2 separate regions of the Danio rerio genome follow, and region 1 is linked to region 2. Evidence: chromatin contacts called from public Hi-C data. All regions are on one chromosome and are shown on one strand. The core of a region is the stretch at or near the end of the contact, and the rest is flanking DNA. Distances in the headings are between cores, read along the strand shown.

Region 1 (6,018 bases), core at 1,750-4,249, 69 kb after region 2:
ACAAGCGTCACTGTCATGCAACATTATAGCTATGTTTCCATCCATCCATTAGACTTAGCAAAACTGGAACATTTAATAAAATATTTGCGAATAAAGCACAGTTTCAACAAAATGACCAAATATCAAAAATAAAAATGGAATTTGCTGCAGGAGATGAAGCCACTGTGGGCTTTTTTTCTTAAATACTGTCACACAACCAGCGATCGCTCTCCTGAGATCGCTGGTTCTCACACGAACTCTCAGGACTACACTTCCGCATTCCCCAGGACTACACATTCATACATGCACTTCTCCCAGACACGCACGCCTGCTCATTCGTCTAACTTGATTGCACTCACCAGCTGAACCCTGTCAGAGACTGATAACACCCCATACATAAACCACTCATTCACTCACCCTGGTTGCAGAGTCTTGTTAGCTGTTTCAGTTGCATTACAGAGCAGTTCTCCCTGTCTTGTTTCTCCGTGTTAGACCCTAGCCTTGTTTACCTTTGTTCTCCTGTTTAGCCACCTGCCTTTTGACCTGTTGCCTGTTTATACCGACTACGATTCTGGACTGCCTTAACATACCCGTTTGCACCTGTATGACCACTGCTTGCCTGACGCGGTATAAACCTGCATATTGGATCTTACCTCCTGTTGTGTCTGTCACTCCACCCCATCGTTACATATACTAAATTACTTTCGCCTCAGATAATAAAGACAAACTGCTATGAATGTGTGGTGGCTTTTGAAACACAGACGCTTTTTAGACAATTCTAGAATGACCAAAACAACATTTCAGACATTGTGCAATGTTGTCAGCCTGCTGGTTTGTTCATTAAACGCTGTCCCATCACACCCATTTTTGTCAACACATGATGAAACTAAATCTTCAAACCGAATCACACTTTGATGCGCATCCTGAAATTTAATTCAGTAAATGCGTTCCCACAGCATTTTAAACCCATTTTTTTATTGGATGAAGGGTTTATTTTAATCAGTTGTGAGCATTAGTTTAATTCAAATATTTATGAGCATCTTGTCATCTTCCATATTTTTGAGCGATATTATTAAATACGCTTTAAAGTACACATAAAATCCAAACTAACCATGTTGATTTTGTTAGCTTTAGTTTTGTGGTGAATGATTCATCTAATGTCATTAAGAAAAAAATCATTTGCCCTTTGTTTTCAGTTAAATTCTCAGATTAGGTCTGTCGGAGGGATTGGGCGTGGCTAACATACTTAACCACGCCCATCCAACTGTAATTTTTGACAGAGCTAAAGCAACAAACAATGATGGTGTGGAGGAGGTTATTATTAGGGGGAGGAGGCAGGGAGAGGTTTTGCGCTCCTGCACGTGTGGTCAGTTTCACGGTAAGTTGGATGTACAAAGAGAATATGCGTGAGATTCCGTGTATGCAGTGTTTCATACATCTGAATTTTTTACTGCGTACACATAAAGCTGTGAATGTGCGTGTACGTTTTAGTATGAATTCAACGCAAGTCTTCGTACATGAGGCCCCTGATGTTTTTAAAAATGTTTTTTTGCAACCAACAGTAGTTGCCACTTTTGCTTTAACCATTCTTTGAACAGATTGTTACTGGCCTAACCATATGCACGTGATCATTTGTTCGTTATCACATACGGTAGGCCTATATTTTTCACCTGCTTTCTTTTGCTTAGTTATGTTTAATATGGTTTAATTAATTTTTTTTTACAATAACATTGCTTTAATAGGAGATTAACTCCCCATTTATGTGTAGTTAACTGGTGATCTAAGAGACCTAGTCGTTATTTTAGATACATGGTAATAATGATATTTTAATTATCAATAGTTTCTTTTTTTTCTTTTTTTTAAATTTGTTGAATAAAAAGTGCATCTATACAGCTATATTTTGCTTGTTTTTGACACATTATTAAAAAATTGTGGCTAAGAAAAAATTATTTATTTTTGGTGTGGTCAGAAAAAATTGTGATAAAATTTGAGAAAATGAATCTTTAGTGTTGAGCCCTGAATAGTCATGTGAAATAAAACTATTTGCAATGCGACACTATAAAAGCTTAACCCAATTGCTTATGCTCATTAAGCAAGCTCATACACAACACAAACAAAGCATGTGGGAGGAGGCATGTGGACATAACATAAAATCTAAATCAAGTCATTTTAGCCAAAGTCAAATGTTATGCATGTAAAATATATCTCCCTACAACAAAATCGTGGCTAGTAAAAAGGGCAAGTGGCTAGTAATATTAAAAGAAAGTAACCAACTATTATCTATAATTGAAGCTAACAGATGCTAACCTTGATGACAAATCTGTTAAAATGCCTGAAAATTGAGTCCAGGGTTTTATGACCTTTAAAATAGATGGATGGAAGCATAGCTATTGTCCCGTTTACTCATGCTGGTGTGTTTTTAGTTGTCACAAGCACACCAACTATTAACAGAAGAGAGTCTTTCACCAGCATTTGGCCAGTGGAGCGAGAGGCGTCTTCGTTCGTCTGCTGGGGCTGAAGATATCCCTCGCTTCCGACTCCAACCTCACGCCCGGCACCTTAAAGATGGACACAGCTGGCGGAGAAAGAGAGCGGGTCAGAGAAACGACAGCACATACAAAGAGACAGCAGGAAACCGACGTTTCTAAGATTGCATAATCTCTTTTCATCTCGAGTCGGTGTTGAAAAAGGTTGCCAGCTTTTGACAGTAACTAGGAGGGATTTGGCTTTGATCTGGTCTGTAACGGGACCGGATTAACCTTTGAAGCTGGAATGGCGTGCATTCCGCTCATATAGTGAAATTCTCCGGCACTTACTGTCCCTTAGATGCATTAACGGAGGTGGAAGAGTGTTGAAATATGGGTGCAGCAATGCATCCTGGGCTGAAATCCTGTCCTTTGGATTCATCATCAGCATCTGCTGGGCCAGATCCTCCGTCTTATAAGGTAACTGAGAGAGCCTGAGCCAGTGTACACACACACAGAGAAACAGAGCGAGAGAGCTATGGGTCAGACATCCATTAGTGTGGGGGTGGCTGAAGACTTCTATACAAAAACCCTTCTGTTCCCCCTTGGAGCCAAGACACACACACATACGAGCACGAGCATGCACGCATGAACTGGTCTTACCTTTTCCAGACATCTCGGAATTGCTGGGGCTTGCAGGGCAGGAACCACTCTAGAGGAACACAAAGACACCTTTTTTAAAGCTTAACAGACCACCAAAACATCCAGCTCTGATCAAGTGTCTTCTCTCAGCACGTTAAGACAATCTTCATTGCTTACACTTCTTTGCGTTGTTCCAAACCTGCATGACTTCCAAAAAGAGATGTTTGGCAGAATGTTCAGGCTGCTCTTTTTCATGCAGTGAAAGGGAGTGGTGACTGGGGCTACAGCAAGCTCCAACAGTTATCATTATTAAAGGAGTAGTTCACTTCCAGAATGGTTGGTCAAAATTTCCCCTCTATAGACCCTTTTCACAAGACTGTTATGATGCATTTAATGGTCATCAGCAACTCAAGTCCTTGAAATCTTTTAATATTCAGTTTTTTGTTTTTTTTTTACAAAATATATGAACATTATATGCATTTATGGATGTATTACTGTGCATCCGGAAAGTATTTATAGCACTTTACTTTTTTCCCCATTTTCTTATGTTACAGCTTTATGGATAAAATTAATTTATTTTCTTAAAATTCTGCACACAGTACCCCATAATGACAATGTGAAAAAAGATTTCTTGAAATTGTTGCTAATTTAAAAAAAATAAAAAACCTGAAAAAACAGCCATTGCTCAATACTATGTTGATGCACCTTTGGCAGTAATTACAGCCTCACGTCTTTTTGAATATGATGCCTCAAGTTTGGTACACCTGTTTTTGAGAATTGTTGGCCAATCCTCTTTGCAGTACCTCTCAAGCTCTATCAGGTTGGATGGGAAGCGACAGTGGACAGCCATTTTCAGATCTCTCCAGAGATGTTCAATAGAATTTAGGTCTGGGCTCTGGCTGAGCCACACAAGGACATTTACTGAGTTGTTGTGAAGCCACTCCATTAATATTTTGGTGGTGTGCTTTGGGTCATTGTCCTGCTGAAAGATGAACAGTCGCCCCAGTCTGAGGTCAAGAGCACTCTGAAGCAGGTTTTGATTCAGGATGTGTCTGTACATTGCTGCATTCATCTTTTCCTCTATCCTGACTAGTCTTCCAGTTCCTGCTGCTAAAAAACATCCCCACAGCATGATGCTGCCACCACCATTCTTCACTGTAGGGATGGTATTAGCCTGGTGATGAGTGGTGCCTGGTTTTCTCCAAACATAACACCTTTACTCCAAAGAAGTTAATTTTAGTCTCATCAGACCAGAGAATTTTATTTCTTATGGTCTGAGAGTCCTTCAGATGCCTTTTGGCAAATTCCAGGCAGGGAGTGGCTTCTGTCTGGCCACTCTACCATACAGGCCTGATTGGTGGATGGTTGCACAGATGGTTGTCCTTCTGTAAGGTTCTCCTTTCTCCAGAGAAGAACCCTGGAGTTCAGACAGAGTGACCATTAGGTTATTGATCACCTCCCTGACTAAGGCCCTTTTTTCGCGATCACTCAGCTTAAATGGCCGGCCAGCACTAGGAAGAGTCCTGGTGGTTCCAAACATCTTCCACTTTTGGATGATGGACAACACTGAGCTCATTGGAACTTTCAGAGCAACAGAAATTTGTTTGTAACGATCCCCAGCCTTTAATTTGGACTTTTAACTGTATGTAATGCTAATGAAACTTTAAAAAGTAACTTTTTAAAATAAATTATACATAATAGCATAAAAATAACACTGCTTTTATCTCCCACAGAAAAAAAAATTATCATGGGCTTGGAAAAATTAGGTAAACCATTTTTAGGGTGAACTACTGAACTATTAATGTCTATTTAACATCCAAAGAAACGTGCAAACCACTTAAGGGCCTTATAAAAGTAAAAATGGTTCTTGCTATAAAGAGCTGCTTTTCTGAGTGTCCTTCTGTCAGTGTCTGTGGTCTCAGGCCACCCGGTCATTCCTGGCTGAAACCTGAGACCACACTTAGGCTTCAGCACACCTGCATATACCTGAGAGACCACAGCCAGTTCAGCCAGCTTCTCTACAGCACACTGTATATACACATACATCCAGAGTCTGCCGGCTTCAGTAAACCCACATTCATACGGTAGAAAATAAATAAATAAATCAAAACTCTGGATAATATATATGCGAAATACTATAACTGTGAGGCTGAATAAAATATTTTGAACTCAAATTTATTTTATAATGTATTTTAGAATCACGAAAATACCTTACAGTGGAATGTGAATAGATATTCAAATTCAATCATTCATTTTCCTTCGGCTGAAGGCTGGTTTAAACTTCTGCATCAAGTGATCGGCATGACCCACGCCGCCTGCCTTGCACCAAAGACCCTTTAAGGCAAATAATTTCACTCAGCGGCCATCTTTGAAACACCTCTTGGGCAGTATGCTCAGGCATTCTGTCTGAATGGGGAAACATCAAATTCTCCAAAACTGCTTGCCAAGCTTACCATTAAATTTCATACCAGTAATCACCAATAAAAGTGAACAAAAATTGTCTATTTAGTTTCACTTCTAAACATCCAAATCACACAAAATCTGCATAAACTCACTTCTCCGAGCCCCTCCCCTGAAGTATCGTCAGTTTATAGCGATCGATAATTGACTCCTGTACTAGAAGGTGTGATTTATTCACCATATCGCGATCAATGATTGGCTCCTGTACTAGAAGGTGTGACTTATTCGCCATATCGCGATCAATGATTGGCTCCTGTACTAGAAGGTGTGACTTATTCGCCATATCGCGATCAATGATTGGCTCCTGTACTAGTAGGTGTGATTTATTCACCATATCGCGATCAATGATTGGCTCCTGTACTAGAAGGTGTGACTTATTCGCCATATCGCGATCAATGATTGGCTCCTGTACTAGAAGGTGTGACTTATTCGCCATATCGCGATCAATGATTGGCTCCTGTACTAGTAGGTG
Region 2 (6,205 bases), core at 1,034-3,533:
GAGTTTCTGTGGGTTTCAGCATGGCAAGTGAAGATACAGCACAAAGATGCAGGTAAGGCCAAATCACAGAGCATTGCTGTCAGTGTCAACAGACACAAAAACATAAATGCCATTTTTTTGCTGTTGTTGCAGCGATAGCCTAGATCAGTTGTCACCAACAGGTGGATCAAGGTCCGTGTCAGGACCCAGAAGCGTCCCATAAGGGCTCGGACAGTTACTTCAGTCCCGCTCTTTCTGAGTGTTCTTCCGCACCAATCAACCCCGCTATTCACTCTTTTTACCCGCTGTCTGCTAAGTTTTCTTCTCGACTGACTGTTCCCCCTGAATTAGGAGAGAAGAGCCCAACACTCTCTCTGCTTTAGTTTCATTCACTACGATGGTGCTAGTAAGTGTAAAGGAGCCCTCTGGAATCATAATAAATTCATTAAGAAATCATAAATAAAAATGTGTTGTTGTCTTAGAAATGCAAGCATCATGTAAACAGAAGTAATCAATACTTTAAAAGTGCCCAATTACGAATATGTGTTGACAATTATTAGCATAATTGGTTGAGACTGTTGAGTGGAGATGTAAAATAGAAAAATTAAAGCTTTCTCTATTTTCTTAGCAGTTTATTTGAACATACAATTTTCAAAATGCCCTACTTTTATTTAATGCAAGAACATGCAAATCTAAGGTCATGTGTGTAAAGCTATTGCATTGTCAGGTGTTTGTTCATCAATAAATATGTTTATTGTTCTTTGAATTGTTCTGTAGTCATTTTTTTCTAAGCATAGCACAAACCATACCATACAGAAACCGTGATTATATTGATTTGTTGCACCCCTAGTGTACAATGTACAACTTGTCAATGGGGAGCATGTAAAAATAATTCACAGAAGTTGACACTTATACAATCTTCATAGAGATTAAAGCATTGTTGACACCAAATGAAACGCCATACATTGTCCAAAATTACCTGAAAATAAAACATGACTATATCGATAAAGTAATATATATAAAAAAATAATAATTTAATATTATATGTGTCAAAGGTCTTAAAGCATGTTTGGTTCCTTATTTATAAACTATATTATCAAAAATTCGACTTAAACATCATCAAATCAAGGACATTTCTGAGACAAGGCAACATTAAATATAATATTACACATTTCTACTGTAAAACTCACACTTTGTTGGCTTTTTCCGGCGTCTCAAACTCCTTCCACAGGCTGTCCACCTGCTGGAGCTTCTGTTCATCCAGGACCTGGACAACAGAAAAAGCTGTTGATTAAAGTGCACAGACACCATCTAAATACTAGACTTACTTAAAGCCTTCAAGCGGTCGACACTAAGCATTGAGGTAAAGTTGGTTTTATATTCGCAGTCATTCATTTAATATTCCCTATATTGTTTATCATGGTACTTTGAGTGTTGGGTCTGAAATCGCATTGAAGTATGCCTTAAAGCAACATAAGCACCAATTAATCGACTGTGAACAATGTTATACGTTGATAAGCCATTGACTACTAATATAATTTTACCAATCAGAATTTGTAAATGATACTTTTCTGAACTTAATTTAAGGAGAATGTGCGAAAGTGAAAATATAAAACCAACTTTAACGTTACCTCTAACGTTATACGCTGAGCGACCATGTGGAAACATGAGCTATAGTGGCGAGGTGCATTTAAACAGTAAATATCTTCATAAGATTTAATTAAATATGTAAATACATTTGTTGCATCTGTTTTGCAACTACTAAATTATATTTTATCATCTTGACTACTTTAAAAACAGTCCAAACTCGACTAACAGTGAGTGTAGAAAAAGCGCTGAAGACACAACGTGGCTGTGCTGCAGAGCAGGCCACATGAGACCCGCTTTACCCTCATTGACACACCGCACTGGGGAAAAACGAGTGAGCTACAAAATTACATATGTACTAACAGCATTTGCATTAATAAAAATCCTTAGATTGTACGTTTTGTCTTTTTGAAAGTCTCGGACAGCACTGCTAACTTCGCCGGCTAGCTAAGTGTAACCGTAAAAGCTACACAACTGCAAGAAAACGGCTACAAATACATTTAATTAACACAAAAAAATGAGCTTACCTTAAAAATGGCATAGCCGGCGGCAGTTTCAAATAACACTAACATTTTTGAAACAGCTTTTCTTGCTCTGAATAAAGTTTAAGGTCGAGCTCCCGAGACCGAGAGCCTTCCGCTACAAGAAGTCGCTCTCTCCACGAGGCGCACATGGGACAGGACGAGCATGCGCAATACTGCCAGTGAAATGTGCGCATGTGCAGTAGTCTCAGCCTCATTTTCATGCACCATCACCTCGTGTTGATTTTCAGTTTTCGAGTTTTATATTCAAAGTGTGTAGAGACAATATTTTGGATAATGTCATATTCCAAATAATGAGGATGATGATGATGATGATGATGATGATGATGATGATGATGATGATGATGATGATGATGATAATAATAATATACTAAACAAAAGTTTTGTAAAAAAAAAAGATATTTAAATGTTTTAGACAAAAAGATGAATAAACAATTATAATATGAAATATTATTTCAATTTTAAATATCTGTATTGTTGTATGTAAATATGTTTAATATTCCAATGAGAGTTCAGAATTTGTTATGGTCAATTTTACTTGGTGCTCTATGATTAATAATAATTCTGCTTGATATTTCTGTTAAATACACAATACATTCAGCTTTCTAAAATTCTCAGAAGAAACTGTATTTGAAATAAAATGTTCAGTAACATTATACAGATTTTTTATATTACCTTTGATCCACTGAATTAGTCTTAATGTCTTTTTTAAAATCTATGGCATTAAAAGTTATAAATACATAAAATAAACGATTTATTGTTTTATTTATGCAGGAATTTGCGAATTTATTAACTAATTGATTTTTTATTTGCATATTAATTTATTGTTTTATTTATTTATTGCTTTATTTATTTACTTTATTTATTCATTGCTTTTTATTTTTTATCTTTTTAATTTGTGTATTTATTTTGTACATTTGTTTATTTATTTAGCATGTTTATTTATTGTTTTATTTATGCAGGAATTTGTCTATTTATTTATTAATTTATTTGTGTATTTATTTATTTATTGTTTTATTTATGCAAGAATTTGTATTTATTTATTTTTTGTGTATTTATTTATTTATTGTTTTATTTACACAGGGATTTGAGTATTTATTCATTTATTCGTGTAGTTATTTATTAATTATTTTATTTATGTAGGAACTTGTGTATATATTTAGTCATTTATTTATTTATTTATTTGCGTATTTATTTACTGTTTTATTTATGAAGGAATTTGTACATGTGTTAATTAATTTATTTATTTGCGTATTTATTTATTTGTTGCTTTTGCAGGTTTCGTCCTCCAGAGGTGTAGTGTAGTTGTCACATTATTTTTGCACTCTAATATTTCGTGACCAAAATACTGATGTGTTTTTTTTTTTTTTTTTTTTGCAAAATACGGGCCTCCCTATGTTTTACCAATAGCAACATCGCAGATGGCGATTGGAGCCAATCAGAAAGAGCGTGGTGAGAAAAACAACGCTCGTTGGGTCATCGACCCAGTGTCATAGAAAGTCCAGCCCCTTTCCAATGACGTCAACGGCGCTGTGTTGTGGGTCTGCTGGTAGCACTATCAAAACCTCTCATTACTGTACATAACACTGTATCGTTTAAATCAAACAATCTTGATCTACAGAAGGGCTGCACATTGCGGAATATCATGTCAGACACGGTGAGTCTAAACCTGTGATGCTGAATCGAACTTTCATGAGAGCAGACGAGAAAGACGGACTTATAGAAAATGAAAATAAGAGGGCCCAGCTTTTAGCCTGTCTAGCTGACTGTGGTTTGGAAAGTATTTTTGATAAAAATGCTTGAGTGTTTTTAACTGTGCATAGTTTCTGGTTCTCGCAATTTACACATTAGTCCAATTTACTGTGTTCACAAATGCCAAAAATATGTGAATTTCTTCCTCAAATCGTCCAATTAGCATGTGTGCTAGTTAGCTGCTCTGGGCCCTGAAAGCAGAGTTCATAATATCTTGAGCTGATAGACCATGCTGAACATTTGAATTAGTTATTAATTGTTGATTTTTTGATATGTTCATTAGGATTATTCGTTATTTGTTCACGTTAGTTTGTGTTCGGTTTGTGCTCGTATTAACAGCTCGCGATAGAAGAGTAACGTTAGGTTGTGTGTTTACATTCAAAGCACACACACACACACACACAGCCTAGTGTTTAAATGATAACAACACTCACAATATTATTTTATATATAATATATATATATATATATATATATATATATATATATATATATATATATATATATATATATAATTATAATTTATTAAAATCGGATCTACCTTATTTTATACGATCTTCAGTCAATATTTTATTGAATTCAGTCCCAAGATATTTTTTTAATTCATTACATTAAATCTGATAAAAAAACAATATGACATGCAGTAATCGAATGCTTGTTTTGTTTTAATAGGAGACCAAGCCCTCAAGTGATGGAGGCGAGAAGAAGGATGGAGAGTACATTAAACTCAAAGTGATCGGTCAGGTGAGCAAAAGCACTTGTTTTCTAGGAAATGCAGGTTTTCATATTTAAACCCATTACTGTTTAAAACCAATCCAGCTGTTCTTTTATAATGAGATATATGAAAAGATCTGAACAGATTTGATGATTTCCTTTCATTTCGCAGGACAACAGTGAAATTCACTTTAAAGTGAAGATGACGACACATTTAAAGAAGCTGAAGGAATCCTACAGTCAGAGACAGGTGAGTCAGTTTTTCCATTTATGAGGGATAACGATAAATCTACACTACCATTCAGAGGTTTTGGGGGGTGGGTAGGATTTTTAAAAAACGCACTAATGCTACTTTTATTCAATCAAAAATGCATAAAATCTGTATTATTGTGAGTATTGTTACAAATAGAAATACACTAACACTGTAAAAATCTTAACTGTGATCAAATTAATGCGTCATTGCCGAAACAAAAAACAATGTTTAAATAGTTGTGTATGTTTCAGTTAAGGTTCCTGAGGTCTCATTTATAAAACATTGCATAGAAACTTTCCTAAAAGTGAATGTACACCAGAATACATTTTTATTTATTTATTAATTATTATGGCTTTTATGATGATTTAAAGTGCTTGAATTAAGTCAATATTTAAGCGAAATGTGTTTACTTAAAGCTGCGCACATTCTCCCGTCAAGTTTGTTTTTTATAGATCATAATAACCTGTATAAGAAGTGGCGTACACGTGTTTCCACCCCCAATTTTGTGTATACCATGTTTATAAATGAGACCCCTGGACAGTTTATTCTCTCTTTCAGATCAATTATTTGAACCATGTTAGTTAAAACATAAAACGTCTGTAATGATCATCTAAAGGGGGTGGAGTAACAATTTATTAAGAGGAAATTCACATTAATAGATGCTTTTAGTTTTGGTACAGAAAATATTGTTACACACAGGATATATATATATATTTTTACCCATTATGAGTTTTGGTAATAAACATTTAGTTTGCTTGCCTCGGCTTTTCTTTATCTCTGCTTTCTTAAATGAAACGCAACGACACAAGTATTTACTTTCTTTTACAAATATTATTGACAATATTCCATATCATACTCTCTGCTATTATAAATAAAACATAAACCCATTATATAATGACATGCAATCTAATTCTGAAATATATATATATATATATATATATATATATATATATATATGTATATGGTCAAAGATGTAAAAAATATATTTATATTTATCTGTTGCTTATAAAGTTACATGTTTCAGAAATTACATTTTACAAAAGTATATTTTTGTATTTAAATAAATTACTATTACAGTTTTATAAACACTCAAACCACTGCAGAAATGTTGCATATATCATATACACTAAAAAAAAAGACTTTTGCGGCTTGTTCAAAGTACTTATATATAATTAGCTGAAACTTGTGTTCTTGAGGACAACTTAATTGTTTTAAGTTAAGCCCACTTAAATTTATGAAAAAAAATTAAGTTTAATCAATTTATGATGGGCCATGTAAAAGAAATGTGTGGACCATAGCATTTTTACAGTATATTAGAGATCAATTTTCTATACAAGTTAAAATCATTACCTTAAATGTTTGTTTTAACAGTTGCTGGA

Evidence for each region. Hi-C and Micro-C count contacts between places; a contact is called where the count stands out from the background.
Region 1: a contact with region 2 is called in a Hi-C map of embryo, with 2.0 times the contacts expected there. The contact joins the enhancer-like site here to the promoter of nop58 in region 2. A contact is called at or near these places in 9 of 18 Hi-C or Micro-C datasets (caudal fin, embryo, fibroblasts and 2 more) and 1 of 4 datasets of contacts at active chromatin or transcription factors (caudal fin).

Annotation. Positions count from the first base shown.
Region 1 is chr6:10,669,497-10,675,514 of GRCz12tu, forward strand. cdk15 (cyclin-dependent kinase 15) reads right to left here. Exons shown (of 14, transcript NM_001040308.1): 12 at 3,108-3,156; 13 at 2,796-2,938; 14 at 1,833-2,554. The coding sequence ends at 2,442. Among named protein-coding and RNA genes, the nearest start is that of fzd7b, 41 kb to the left of the region's middle. Within about 2 kb of position 3,000, at least 19 of the 62 cell types and tissues checked have an H3K27ac peak or open chromatin away from gene starts, as enhancers often do.
Region 2 is chr6:10,600,964-10,607,168 of GRCz12tu, forward strand. nop58 (NOP58 ribonucleoprotein homolog (yeast)) reads right to left here and starts at 2,284. Exons shown (of 15, transcript NM_001009889.2): 1 at 2,094-2,284; 2 at 1,170-1,246. The coding sequence starts at 2,138. sumo1 (small ubiquitin like modifier 1) reads left to right here and starts at 3,652. Exons shown (of 5, transcript NM_213159.1): 1 at 3,652-3,765; 2 at 4,532-4,603; 3 at 4,746-4,823. The coding sequence starts at 3,754.